Regions from separate parts of the Mus musculus genome. Here region 2 is linked to region 1. Evidence: chromatin contacts called from public HiChIP or PLAC-seq data. All regions are on one chromosome and are shown on one strand. Each heading gives the region's core, a stretch centred on a gene start, on an enhancer-like site or on the middle of the called end of the contact. The rest is flanking DNA. Distances are from core to core; before and after follow the strand shown.

Region 1 (7,003 bases), core at 353-2,852:
TGTGATCCCAGTACCGGGGAGATAAAGACAGGAGGAGCCGTAATTCAAAATCATTCAGCTACAGTGGAAAATTCAAGGCCAGACCAAGCTACATGAGACCTTGTCTCCAAAAGACGAAAAATAAAATTAAAAAAAAAATGTCTATGTAAGTCTAGAAACAGATATTAAAGGGAGGGAGCTACACACACACACACACACACACACACACACAAAATATTTTAAAAATCACTCTCTGACAGAGACTGCTGTCAGGAGTGTGATGCATAATCCTACTCCCCAGTCAGTAAGAAAACACATTTGCATTTCTGGTTTAAGAATCAGGGATTAGGGGCTGAGGTACGAGAGCCAGAGTTTGGATCCCCAGAACTCACATAAAATCCAGACAGATGTAGTGGTCCACAGGCAGATGTGGTGGAGGTCCATAGGCAGATGTAGTGGTCCACAGGCAGATGTGGTGGTGGTCCACAGGCAGATGTGGTGGTCCACAGGCAGATGTGGTGGAGGTCCATAGGAAGATGTAGTAGTCCACAGGCAGATGTGGTGGTCCACAGGCAGATGTGGTGGTGGTCCACAGGCAGATGTGGTGGAGGTCCACAGGCAGATGTGGCAGTCCACTTGCCGTGCTAGATCTCAGGCGGGAGGAGCAGAGGATCCCAGGGACAAGCTGGCTATCCAGACTTGCCAAATCCGTGGGCTCTAGGTTCAAGTGAGAGACCCTGTTTCACTATATAAGGTCAGAGTGATTAAGAAAGACACATGAAATCAACCTCTAGCCTTCACATGTATGCACATACAGACGCATATCAACCACATACATGCAAACACACACATACATATTACATGTACAAACACAGAGAAAAAATCATCAACCATACACATGCAAACACACACATACAAACACAGAGAGAAAAGTCAGTGAATAAAGAGAGTAGAGTTTTTGTCTCTGGACAGCAGCACACTGCTGGACCAGGTGTTGGAGGCAGTTGTATTTCTTTAAGGACACAGAGAATCCTGTGCACCTTACCTCCATCACACAGGTAAGAATAATTTAGGTGATAAACAGATGGTTCTGGGATTCCATCAGCAGTGAGCAGCTGATTTCTGAAATATCCCTCTGAACTGTTTGACAGGAAGAATATACTAGAATAGATTTATTGAAATGTGTGACATTTATTCCTAAGTTGATCAGTGTTAAAATCTATCGCAATGTAACTGAGAATATCAGTGCTCACTCACCTTAAAGAATGAGACCAGTAATTTGAGTTAGGACTCAAATCCCTGCTGTGTCACTTGGTATAAATTTTTACTACGTGATAGTAGTTACTAAAGTGAGGCGATATAAACTGGGTGTGAAGTTCAAGGTTGTATCCTCTGTTACATGAGTTTGAGGCCAGCCTGGACTACACGAAAGCCTGTCTCAAATTTAAAAAGATACCAGTAGCAAGCATAATGATGGTGACCCATCCACTGCCTGCCTACTCAGCACTCAGCCTTCCAGCCTTTCATTTCCCCAAGGTTTCCTAAAACTCTACCTCCTCAGCCTCCCAAGTGCTGGGTGACAGTGGGAGCCATACTTGGTTTGCAGCAGTGAAGCTCTTGCTGTGTATGATGTGGTAATCTCTCTTTTTTTCTTTTTCACTGCAGATTCAGCTTCTGAGTTGTGTTTAATCTTTAGAGTAGGATTGGTGAGTAGAGGAAACCAGATGTTTCGAAGAGACAACGTCATAGTGAAACTGAAAACATCAGCTAAGGAAAGATCTATCACACCTTTTGTTTCAGGGACAGTGAGCTTTGGGCCATCCGACTCCTTTTTATTTGATAATATAAAGTTAGTGGCAGGTACGGGAACACAACAGTAGTCCAGGCTGGCCTCAAACTCATGTAACAGAGGATACAACCTTGAACTTCACACCCAGTAATCCTGGGACTTGGGGTGAGAGAAAGAGGACAGCCTGGGATACGTAAGACCCAAATCAAAACAAAGGACAACAACAAAATGTTAATTCCTGCACATCATGAGACCAGAACAAGCCAGCCACACTCTTCCTGCTTGATTCTGCAGTAAACTGCTGTTCCTTCCAGTGCAATCTGGCCCATTCCTGCCCTGGCAATGTGATACACACAGGACTCAAACTCACAGCACAGACACTGGGATGTGAGGGAACTGCAGCCAAACTCTTAGTTTTAACCTTTCTAACCTTTCTGAGACCCTAAGCCCAGGCTAGCCCATGAAGTATGGCTGCTCTTGGCCTCTTCATTCTTCTAAACTTCCCTCTGTCTGCTGTGTAGGCTTAGATTAGATTAAAAACATTAGTGGAGCTGAGAAGACATCTCCAAAGTGCAGTGGGTATGTTAGCATCTGCCAGTGTAGGGGGAGAGATGGAGGCTTACAGCCAGCCTAGCCACCAATGAGCTCCTGATTTACTGTGAAAGATCTTGTCTCAGGAAGTTCAGTGGACAACAACAGAAGATGTCCACACAGACCTCTGATGTCTACATGCACAGGCGCCTACACACAAACATCTGTGCACATGTATAGCATATGTATACACACTACACACAAAAGAAAACCATTAATAAGTAGAGAAATGTATGCATGTATTCCTAACATACCCATGCCCAGAATTCCAACTGCTCTGAACTTTTAAGGTGAACTTTTAAGGTAAATTTTAGAGGTAGTGGAGACTAAACCCAGGGCCTTATACATGCTACATACACATGGTACCAGAGTTACATGCCATCCCCGGTAATATTTATTCATGAAGTATTTACTTTCTGACCTGCACTGATAAAGACCCTGGAGATGTAGTAATAAACAAGACAGACATGATCTTGAGTTATAAAAAAGTAAATAAAAGAAAATCATCAGGAAAATAAAGGTGAAGAGAGAATCTCTACGTAATGTATGAGAGCATCACCTGTCAATTAAAAAAAAGCCTATGGCCAATGAGCTGAGGCAGGAAATAGGAGGTGGGAGTTCCGGCAGAGAGGGTGAGGGATTCTGGGAAATAGTCAGACTCACTAGATTCACCTGGAAACTCTGAGGAGACAGATAAATAAACCAGCCATGTGGCACACTTAATAGAACAAACTAGATAATTGAGGTACAAGCTATTTAGGGAACAGGGCCAAGGTTATTGGCCTAAGCATTCATTAATAAATAATTAGTCTCAGAGTCATTATTTCTGGGAACAAGGTGATCAGGAGTTACATGAAGATAACTTGTAAATGCAGTTGCTCTGACACAAGCCAGCCTATCGTGATCTCCCCAGGTTTGTCTGGGATCAGGGTGTCTACAACACCCTTCTCTAAAACACATCTTAGAAAGCACCCCACAGGATCACCACTCTTCACAACATGAAAGGGAGAAGAAAATAGAAGACGCGTCACAGCCATATTATTACACATTCACACACGCTGAAAAGTGGGGAGACGCTATGGCCCTGGGTCAAAGTGTTGAAGGACATCATCAGGCCAGAAACTACAATGCAACCCCAAAAGAATCCTGTGGGGTGAGACAGTCTCTGTTCAATGTTCTTTCTGCTTAGGCTGGGAAAAGCCAATCTCTGCACTGGGTGTTTCCAGGGCCCAGCCAGGGTTTGGATAGAATCACAGAACTAGACGGTCAGATCTGGAAAGTCCCCTTGAGAGCAATTGGTCTATCTTCCTCAGTTTACAAAAAAAAAAAAAGGAAACGTACCCAGAAAGGATGAACCTTCTAAAAGTCACTTAGAGCTCGGTTAGAGAATACATGTTCTCCAGTTCAATTTTCTCTTTCTTAGCACAAGAGGAGGATACATTTTGTTTCCCCCTTTGCAGTGGGGTCAGAGTGTCACATTGCAGCCCAATCGACTATGAGCATAACTGACCCAAGGACCACCCAGTCTTGACAGAGCTCCCATGTTATCTTTACATGTTTCCTATCTTCATTTATCAGCTAGCCAAATGCAGGAAATCCAGAAAAGAGAGACTCCCAGAATTCCCTAGAACACCACAAGAAGGAAGAGGTCAAGATTTCTCAATGACAAGCATGTGAACGCAGCTGTGTGCACACAACCCAAATCCACCATGATGTTTGAGAAATAAACTTTATTGTGTAAGCTCTGAGATTTCCAGGCATGCACTACAGCAACTAGCGAACTGTTTGCTCTGACAAGTACTCTGGCAGTTTGAAGGCCATGATGATCAACTTCATGCCAACTTGACTACGTCACGGGGCTCCCAGAGAGTTGGTCAAACATTATTCTGGGTGTGTCTGTTGAGGGCCTCTTTAAATGAGATTAATTCTCAAGTTGCTATAGAAACAAAGGTCTAATGTCCTCTCTAACACAGATGGGCCTCGCTCTATCAACTAAGGATCAGAATAGAGTCAGTTAGGAGGGGGGTCTTAGTCCCACCAATATACCATATCTGAAACATCAGTGGTGAGCCCTCACACTGGAACTGCCCTGCTGGCTACCCTGGGCCTCCAGCTTCCTCACTGCAGGTGTTGGTCCACCCTCCATAATCATACAAGTCAATTCAATATAATGTTATTTACAAAGGTAACTAAGGCAACCCTTCCTACTTTCGACTCAATGGGGTTCCCACTCTTTCTTTTTGGTACTAGGAACTGAATCCAGCCTGGGCCCTCTGAATGTTAGGCAAGAACTCTGCCATTAAGTTACATCCTCAGACAGACATTTTTACTTTTTCATTTGAAACCAGGTTTTGCATGCATTTATGCTGGCCTTGAGCTCATTCTGTAGCCCAGGCACACTCTGAATAATGATTCCCTTACCTCAGACCCCTTAGTACCCAGGATCACAGGCCTATACTTCCACACCCAACACAATGCAATGTTTCTTAACTCAACAGTTCTATTTCTCCAAACTAATGGAAAATTTCTTAGAAAATTTCAAATTTACTTCCAGACCTGAAACCTCCCAGTCTTGGACCAACAATGACTAGCAGAAGACAGTCCTCCAAGAAACTATTAGGGCATTGCTATGGTGCGCAGAGCGCATTGGTGGGTTTCCTGGACTAGTTAGATGTTTGGCCCTAATTTTGGGGCTCCTACATATCTCCCAGTCCACTGCTGACTTACCTTCCATCTACCCAATATGAAAATAAGTACCATCCGAGGCGTGGTGGTGCACACCTTTAATCCCAGCACTTGGGAGGCAGAGGCAGGTGGATTTCTGAGTTCGAGGCCAGCCTGGTCTACAAAGTGAGTTCCAGGACAGCCAGGGCTACACAGAGAAACCCTGTCTAGAAAACCCAAAAAAAAAAAAAAAAAAAAAAAAAAAGAAAAGAAAAGAAAAGAAATACCTACAGGTCTGTCAGCCAAAACCTCCCCTGAATGGTGCTTGGCCTACCTGAAAATGAACGGGGGCTTGAAAAAACACTGGGCGGCCACTTCCTCTGGGTGAAACATCCCCAAACAGAGAAGACAAAGGAGAAAGTTCTGTGAACTCACAAGACAGTAACAAGACCCATGATCCCCCCCCAGCCCCCCCCCCCAGAGGTCCTATAAGCAGTAAGTGATTTGGGGGAGGAATGAGGGCTCTTTCATGGAGCCGCCCGCCCACCAACTGTGCAGGAAATTCCAGGGATACAGCTTTAAAGCATAGTCCACCCATGCTGGGTTGGGCTTTTCAGTGATGCAGCTGCCCAAGTCACCCATGCTCATGCAACGGGCTCATTGGTTCGCTAGGCTACTAGAATTGGTAGACTTCTTTTCTGTGGACTGTCATTGGCGTCCATCTGGGTGAACAGATGCTTGCTCAGAGCTTCTCAGGAGAAATCACTCGACAGACTGAACTATGAATCTTCCAATACTGAGTACATGTTCAGTGCTGTCCGACTTTGCTAACTTTTAACCCTACTTTTGAAAATTCAGTAAGGAGTGTGCAAATGCATGCACAGGACAAAATCCTTTCACAAAAATGTATAACCATCTACTGACTACAGCTGTTCTATGAACCACATGGAGAGAAAGAGGATCAAGCACAATGGAGGAATAATGTAAATCTCTTTTTCCACATCTTCTGGAGTGAAAGGACTTGGCTAGTTACATCTCAAGCAAGCTTTGATAGTTGTCATGTTTAGATTTTTTTTTAAAGAGGAGGATTTACAAATAAAGGAGTTTTGAACATTATCTAGTTCTACCTTTATTTTAATTTTTATGCATTCTTTTATATACTGCATGGCATAACCAAAAACCAGGCAAAAGCAAGTCACAAACGTGCAGTACAGAAGCACTATGCTGTGGCCACAAACGCGCAGTGCAGAAACACTATGCTGTGGCCGTTCTCCCTCAGCGAGGGGAGGGTGGGATTCTTATCATCCATGAATAGTGGTTTCAGTGCAGGGAAAGAGGAAGTTGAGTTTCTGTGAAATCTCAGGGAAGGTAAAGTCAAGAGGTGAAATATACAGGAGTCTACTAAATGTTAAAGAAAGAATGGCTCCCGACTACCCACAAGTCACGTGGGTGTTCTGCTCTGACCCGGCTGGTCCTCATGACTACACTTGTCTCTACAGACCTTAGACCAGCTCAATGGACTTCTCAGAAAGGACAACCAGGGAATGTCTGATTCATGTGAAAAAAAAAATGTCAAAAAAAAAAAAACAGAATTGAAACTAGGCTTCTTAATTTAACAAAATCAGAAATTTCTCAATGAAGTGTGTAAAGCTTTAAGAAGTAAATCTGGCTTCCTGATTTCACTTCTTCCCCACAGTTACAAATCAGGCTTTAAAGAGCCTTGCAAGTTAGGATCCTCCCCAAAATACCAGAAAATGGACGGACATACTAACACAGTATGTCAATGTTTGGAACCTGGCAGAATAATTCAGTCTCAATCTTTCTCTCTTTCTCCTTCTCATCCCATGATGAGATGTCTTTCATACACATGTAAATTTTATTGATAAATGCTTATTAGAAATCAGAGAACAGCAAACATATAGGCAATCTAACAAAGTAAAAATCTAACACTTAGTGGGCCATAGTAGCCCACCCCTAAGT
Region 2 (6,292 bases), core at 572-3,071, 52 kb after region 1:
TTCAGTTTCAGGGGATCCAACATCCTCTCTTGGCCTCCATGGCCATAAGACATGCACATAATGTCACACATATATGCACATATATGCAGGCACACATATATGCAGGCAGAGCAGTCATACATGTAGAATAAAAATATAAAAAACTCCCACATACTCAAATGTGATTCAGAGCTGCCTCGCAAGTTGATCCTTGACAGTGATAAAAGCAAAAAAAGCACTGCTTACATGCAACCCAACTTATAAAATAACAAACAAAACCAACTTACTAGCCAAGTGCAGTGGCACAGACCTGTAACCCCAGCCTGGGCAATAAAATGAAACCCTATCTCAACCAAAAAAACAAAAGAATTCATTTATTCATTCAGTCATTGGGTTCTGAACCCAGGTCCTTGTCCATGGTTGAGAACATAGACAGGTCTGATGCTGGAGTTTTACATTCTACGGAAGCTTTCCAGAAAAGCACAAAACATTTGTTACTAGACATATATTTTATCTCTATCTTTAGTCCTTGGACTACAGGGATGATTTTAAAATCAGTTTTGAATAATTTAGCATTCTGATTCAGTAAGACGTGAACTACGTTAAAAAGCTGGTAGAATTTTGGACAGGCCCTGAGCACATTCATGCCACCCATTTCCATGTTAGATGCAAATATCAGCAATCAGACAGACGGAAACACACGGGGAGCGGGGCAGGAGGGAGGGCGCTGCTTCTTACCTGATGTGCACTACTTCATCATGTTATGCGTGAAGAAACAGAGTAGAAGTAAGAACATGAAGAATGTATATAAACAACATTTAAGATACTGGACACATTTATCACAACTTTAAAAATTAATAAAACCTTAGTCCTGCACTAACACAGAGAAATCAGAACTCAGGCTTTCTCTGTGAGCATGGAAACCCCAACAATTTGGCACTGACAAAGGAGGGTAATGAGATCTATAACGCACAAAGAATAAGGCACAAAATGCTGTATAGTTAATAAGAAAACAGGAAACTGTTATGTTCATAGTCTGATGAATTTAGTTAGGCTTTGACAGGAAGCAGCAGAGTTTCTAACTGCATGATAGTGAAAACTCAAACACCAAAAGCTAGTAGCAACAACTACAACTATTTCACATTAAGATTGGCACTAAAATTTTCGAATAGGAAGAATCTGCAGAGATTTTAAGTACATGTAAGTATTTTAGAACTACCATCAGTCTACTCTAGAAACTAAGCCACAGTATGCTAAATTTCTTTGTAAAACAAACAATTGACCTAATTTCAGAGTTTTGAAGCTTCTAGATAGAGACCAATACTAAGTAGCAGAGAAATCTGTGCTGAGAAAATCCGGTAACCTGGGCAAGTGCCCCCGGAGTCAAGGGAGATAACATGTTCTCTCTGTGTTTGCATTTTTTACGGCACATTCTAGAATATCATTAACTTATCAAGAACTAGAGTTCATTTTTACTTGATTTTAAAGAGACATGAATGGCATTTTTCCAATTTTGACATCTAAACAAAGTAATTCTCACAATTAGTAAGATATTAATAAAAACATTTATATGGCATTTTATAGATAATGATGTATATTATTCAAGTTAAACTAACTTCTCCATGTGTGAGCAGAGATTGCATGGTCCAGACAAGTTCCACATTCTGAGATTTAAAAATGAGGAAAGAGCACTGGGTATTTTGAAAGACAATCAATCCACAACAAAGTGGAAAAAGCCATCCGCATACCAAAAAAACCCCTAACCAAATGAACTTTGATCACTCCTAGACAAGGTCTGAACTATTGAAGTGAGTCATGTGAGCAGCAAACAGTTGCAGTAAGTTTCCAAGGTTGAGTCATATCAGATTGCAGAGCTCCATCTGTACATTTGCCTTTGTGTATCAGTGTCTGTAAAGCACAGATCTTTTTAAGCTGAATAACATTTGTGTAGCAATACTCAACACCAATAACTAGCTATACATTATGCTTCATATAGGAAAGCGGGCATCAAGCATGATAGTCACATGGACAGTCACACGTGCAGCTAAGTTCTACACATCTATTTTGTTGGATTCTCTATAGAATACTTAATACTTTAATAGCTTTTTCCAGATTTCAGAATTGAAAACAAATGAAAATAGGTAATTGCATGATATATTTTCTTTCTTTTTTTCACCTGCCAAGCTGAGGATTACCCTGATCTCCTAGGCACAGGAATTGTAAATTATAACGTACATACAGCCAGGCCCCAAATTTTTCTTAATTATCAGCTTCTTTTAAAAAACTGTGCCGGGCGTGGTGGCGCATGCCTTTACTCCCAACACTCGGAAGGCAGAGGCAGGTGGATTTCTGAATTTGAGTCTAGCCTGGTCTACAGAGTGAGTTCCAGGACAGCCAGGGATATACAGAGAAACCCTGTCTCAAAAAACAAAACAAAACAAAACAAACAAAAAAACCAAACCAAACCAAAAAACTGTATTATAAACACAACAGAGATTAAAACTAGAAACAAGCACCCAAACCAAAAGATTTCCAGAATACTCAAATAGGAAACCAATAAAAGTGATCATCTGGAGATCGGGACTTCTTAATCACTGTATGCCAAAATCCAAAATCCTAAGATGCAATACTTAAGAAATTGTCTAGGTTAAAATACTGAGACACTTCACTGAAACACTAGTAACTTGAAAGAAAGAAAGAAAGAAAGAAAGAAAGAAAGAAAGAAAGAAAGAAAGAAAGAAAGAAAGGAAGGAAGGAAGGAAGGAAGGAAGGAAGGAAGGAAGGAAGGAAGGAAGGAAGGAAGGAAGGAAGCAAGCAAGCAAGCACAGCATTAGGTAAGTCATTTAAAAACACTGAAAACAATGGTTAATTCACATTCAGAAGCAGGGAAGATCTGTGTACCAACATGTGAAAGGCAGAAAGTTTGGAATTGGAGAACCTGATCCCGTCCAGAGTAGAAGGGAGGGAGCCATCTACAGACTGTCACACTAAGGAAGCTCTACACAGTCCTGTGGGTAAGCAAAGAGAGACTACTGCTGAAGGTCTTCTTCCTGGCAGCTGATGGATCTTCACACAATTGAAACCATTAGCAATATTTAGACAGCTGTGTAATGTCAGTGGCGATGAGGTTAGGCATGTATGAGGTTCTATGTAAATGTATGACCACTCACAGGAAATAAATCACTTCACACTTGTTTCAGTCTGCACTTTTAAGGCTAGATCAAAGCACTATGAATATTTCATTTGATTTAACCTTTAGATGAAGCATTAAAAAAACCCTCAGACTGTTAGCAAGATGACCTCATGAAGTCTTTCTCTTCTGACTGGACTGAATTATGTTAACAGGAATTGCTGGAGCTATATGATGGGCTTTTATCAATCAGATCAAGCCAATGTGTACCCACAAACAGTGCACCAGATGCTGGCAAACTGAAGGAGAACAAAACAAGCAAGGCTCCTGCCATCAGAGACCTTGTGTCAGGCAGAAGAGACTGCATCTGATGTTGGAGTATCACACCAGGGCACAAAAAGTCCACAGGAGAAGCCGGGCACTGTCCAGGAGGGAGGATGCTGAAGGACAAGGCTGAGCCGGGTCTTTAAGGATAAGCAGGTGTTCAAGGAGAAATTCAAGTATAGGTGACATGGTGAGAGACAGGCCTGAGAGCACTTTACGTGTTGAGAAACTAAAAGAATTTTGTGTGGCTGGATCTAGGTCTTGTGAGATAAAAGGAGAGAAGCAGGGAATAAACTATGAAGAATCTCAGTTTACGCCAAGGAGTGAAAAAGCTTCATGAACCATAGAGCAGCAAGTCATGCCATTGCAGTTACTTAATCATCTTAACATACACTTCTTTTATGGTCTACTGACTTGACGGGGACATATTAATCCTTGGCATTGTCTGAAGTGCCTTTCTGGTGTGACTTCAATTTCCACCACTAATTCCAACAAGGCAACTGAGGGACAAGAAATTTGCCCATACTAACACAGCTAGGGAGTCACCTGGCAGTGTTGCAAGTCCTCTACTAATCTGTTTAGGCAGCCACAAACAACCTAACTAGCCACAAATAAAACTGAACGAGGGATGGTAAACAATGTTAACAGAAAAGCAAGATCCAAGTCTGAGTCTGACACATTACAACTGCTCATTGCTAATTGTCATGGTCTCTTTTAGTAGGTCAGTGACAGTCGTCTTGAACTTTTCAAGGTACCAGAACACTCAAGATACTTGATATAGTTATGAATACATTCTCAAAAGATGTACAAATAATATCTATGTACAAAGTACCTTTAAACACTTTAATAAGTTCCATTCATACAACTCTGGGAATTTTCAAAAGGCAAATAATATCAATTTTCAAATATGGCTATTGAGTCAGTAGATGTACTGGCACATACACTATAATCCAAGAACTTGGGAGGGAGAATTTAAATTAGAGGCCAGCCTTGGTTACATAGTGAAACTTTGTCTCAAAATAAAGGAAAAAAAAGCAGGTAGGGGTACAGAGACACAGCAGCCCACATGTTTGAACAGGTTTTCTCATGGCCATAGAGCTGCACAAAGATCTCCACACACAATCTGAGGATACTGTCATCACCCAAATAAACACACACACTGCATACTCTCAGCTGCCATCCATGCCCTGGCTGCCTGCCACCTTCTCCTCAACTCCAGGTAACCACTAATCTGTGGCTGTCTCTACAGATCTTCCTATTCTGTGCTTCTTATGTAAGTGGCATCACTGAGTGTGTGTGGCCCTCTGTGACTGAGTTCTTACACTCTGGTCTGTGCTACAGTGCACATCAGTATTATATTCTTCTGTTACCTAGCCCCTTCCATTGTATGACATGCTGCACCTCTCCACTTATCAGCTGACAGATATCTGGACTGGTTTTATTTTCTGGGTACTGCAAAAAATTGTTATAAATATTCATGCACATGTCTCAGTGTAGACATTTCATTTTTCTTGGGTATAAAGACAAAAGTGGAACTTCCAGGCAAGATGGTAAGTATGGTTAGCAATTTGAGAAAATGAAGCATTATCTTCCAGTATTTGTATCATTTTCTCTTCCCACTTACCATGTACAGAGTTCAGATTTCTCCACATCTTTGTCAATTTTAATTATATCCTTATATGTTCCTGGTTAGTATAAAACAGAAACTTACTGTAGTTTTGATTTGCATTTCTTTGATGGTTAATGATGCTGAACTTTTTTTTCTTGTGGTTATTGGCCATTTGTAGATTATTTTAGCAAATACTCTACTGAAGTATTTTTTTTTAGGGGAAGGGAGTCGAGACAGAGTTTCTCTGTGTAGCTCTAGCTATTCTAGAACTCACTATGTTGACCAGTTGGCCTCACACTCAAAGAGCTCCATCTGCCTCTGACTCCTGAGCTAGCGCTGGGTTAAAGTGTGAACCACCACCGCCCAACTGATATCCTTCACTTGCTTATAATAAATGAATTATTCATCTTTTTATACTGAAACTGAAAGCTTTTGTGTGTGTGTATGTATGTGTGTGTGTGTGTATATATATATATATATATTTTTTTTTTTTTTTTTTTTTTTTGGGTTGGTTAGTTGGTTTTTTGAGACAGGGTTTCTCTGAGTAGCCCTGGCTGTCCTGGAACTCACTCTGTAGACCAGGCTGGCCTCAAACTTGTGTATGATTCAAAAAGAGATACTGACAGGCTAAAAATAAGTAATTGTGTACTTGGAAAAAAATTTCTAACTGATAAAAAAATCCCTAACCCATTATATAATCCTTCTACAAGCAGTTTTTTCTACAATAAAAAATAAATGATTGGGATGTAAAGTAAATAAACAAGTTAATGCATGAATGAAAAAAAATCATTCGAAAAGAAAAATAAGTGATGGCTACCTCCTTCAGCTTCACTTGAAACAGAAAAACATGCTACACTAGAACCGAGTGCTGGAGGCTGAGGAGCTGAGGGTGAAGGAGGCCCATGAATGACTTGCAGTGCTCATTTATTTTCAGGCGCTGCAGCTCCTGATAACATAACTTTAAAACTCGTAGCACCCCTCCCCCTGGCCAGGGAGCACAGACCCCTGGCTAGGTCAGCATCCTACTCCTCTTTGTCTTGAGACGTGCAGGCTGCTCAGTGAAGATTGGGTACTTGCAAACCACATGACCTCATGAATGCTATCTTATCACCTCACAGGTTCCTCACACTGACCACAACTTAAATCAGACAGGCAGCAGAACAGCAGAGTCTGTGACACGTACACTGGTAGACATTTCCAGCTGTTCTGTTTGTGGGGAGAGAAAATCTGATTATCTCGTGTCCAACTGC

Evidence for each region. HiChIP or PLAC-seq counts read pairs in DNA pulled down with a chosen protein or histone mark.
Region 2: a contact with region 1 is called in a BATF HiChIP or PLAC-seq map of CD8 T cells, with 67 read pairs. The contact joins the enhancer-like site here to the promoter of 4930428O21Rik in region 1. A contact is called at or near these places in 1 of 15 datasets of contacts at CTCF or cohesin (CD8 T cells), 9 of 484 Hi-C or Micro-C datasets (CD4 T cells, CD8 T cells, the G1E-ER4 cell line and 4 more) and 7 of 115 datasets of contacts at active chromatin or transcription factors (CD8 T cells, the HPC-7 cell line, the SCID.adh cell line and 4 more).

What each region holds. Positions count from the first base shown.
Region 1 is chr5:107,701,878-107,708,880 of GRCm38.p6, forward strand. It overlaps 4930428O21Rik (RIKEN cDNA 4930428O21 gene), which reads right to left and starts at 1,603. Exons shown (of 3, transcript NR_045871.1): 1 at 1,533-1,603; 2 at 372-696. RefSeq lists an enhancer at 1-2,513.
Region 2 is chr5:107,753,165-107,759,456 of GRCm38.p6, forward strand. The region is part of intron 19 of Evi5 (ecotropic viral integration site 5); the gene reads right to left. Among named protein-coding and RNA genes, the nearest start is that of Gm42147, 15 kb to the left of the region's middle. RefSeq lists an enhancer at 5,896-6,292. Within about 2 kb of position 1,822, at least 49 of the 459 cell types and tissues checked have an H3K27ac peak or open chromatin away from gene starts, as enhancers often do. A contact at or near this core is called in CD8 T cells, T follicular helper cells, bone marrow-derived macrophages and 1 more, where this site is marked.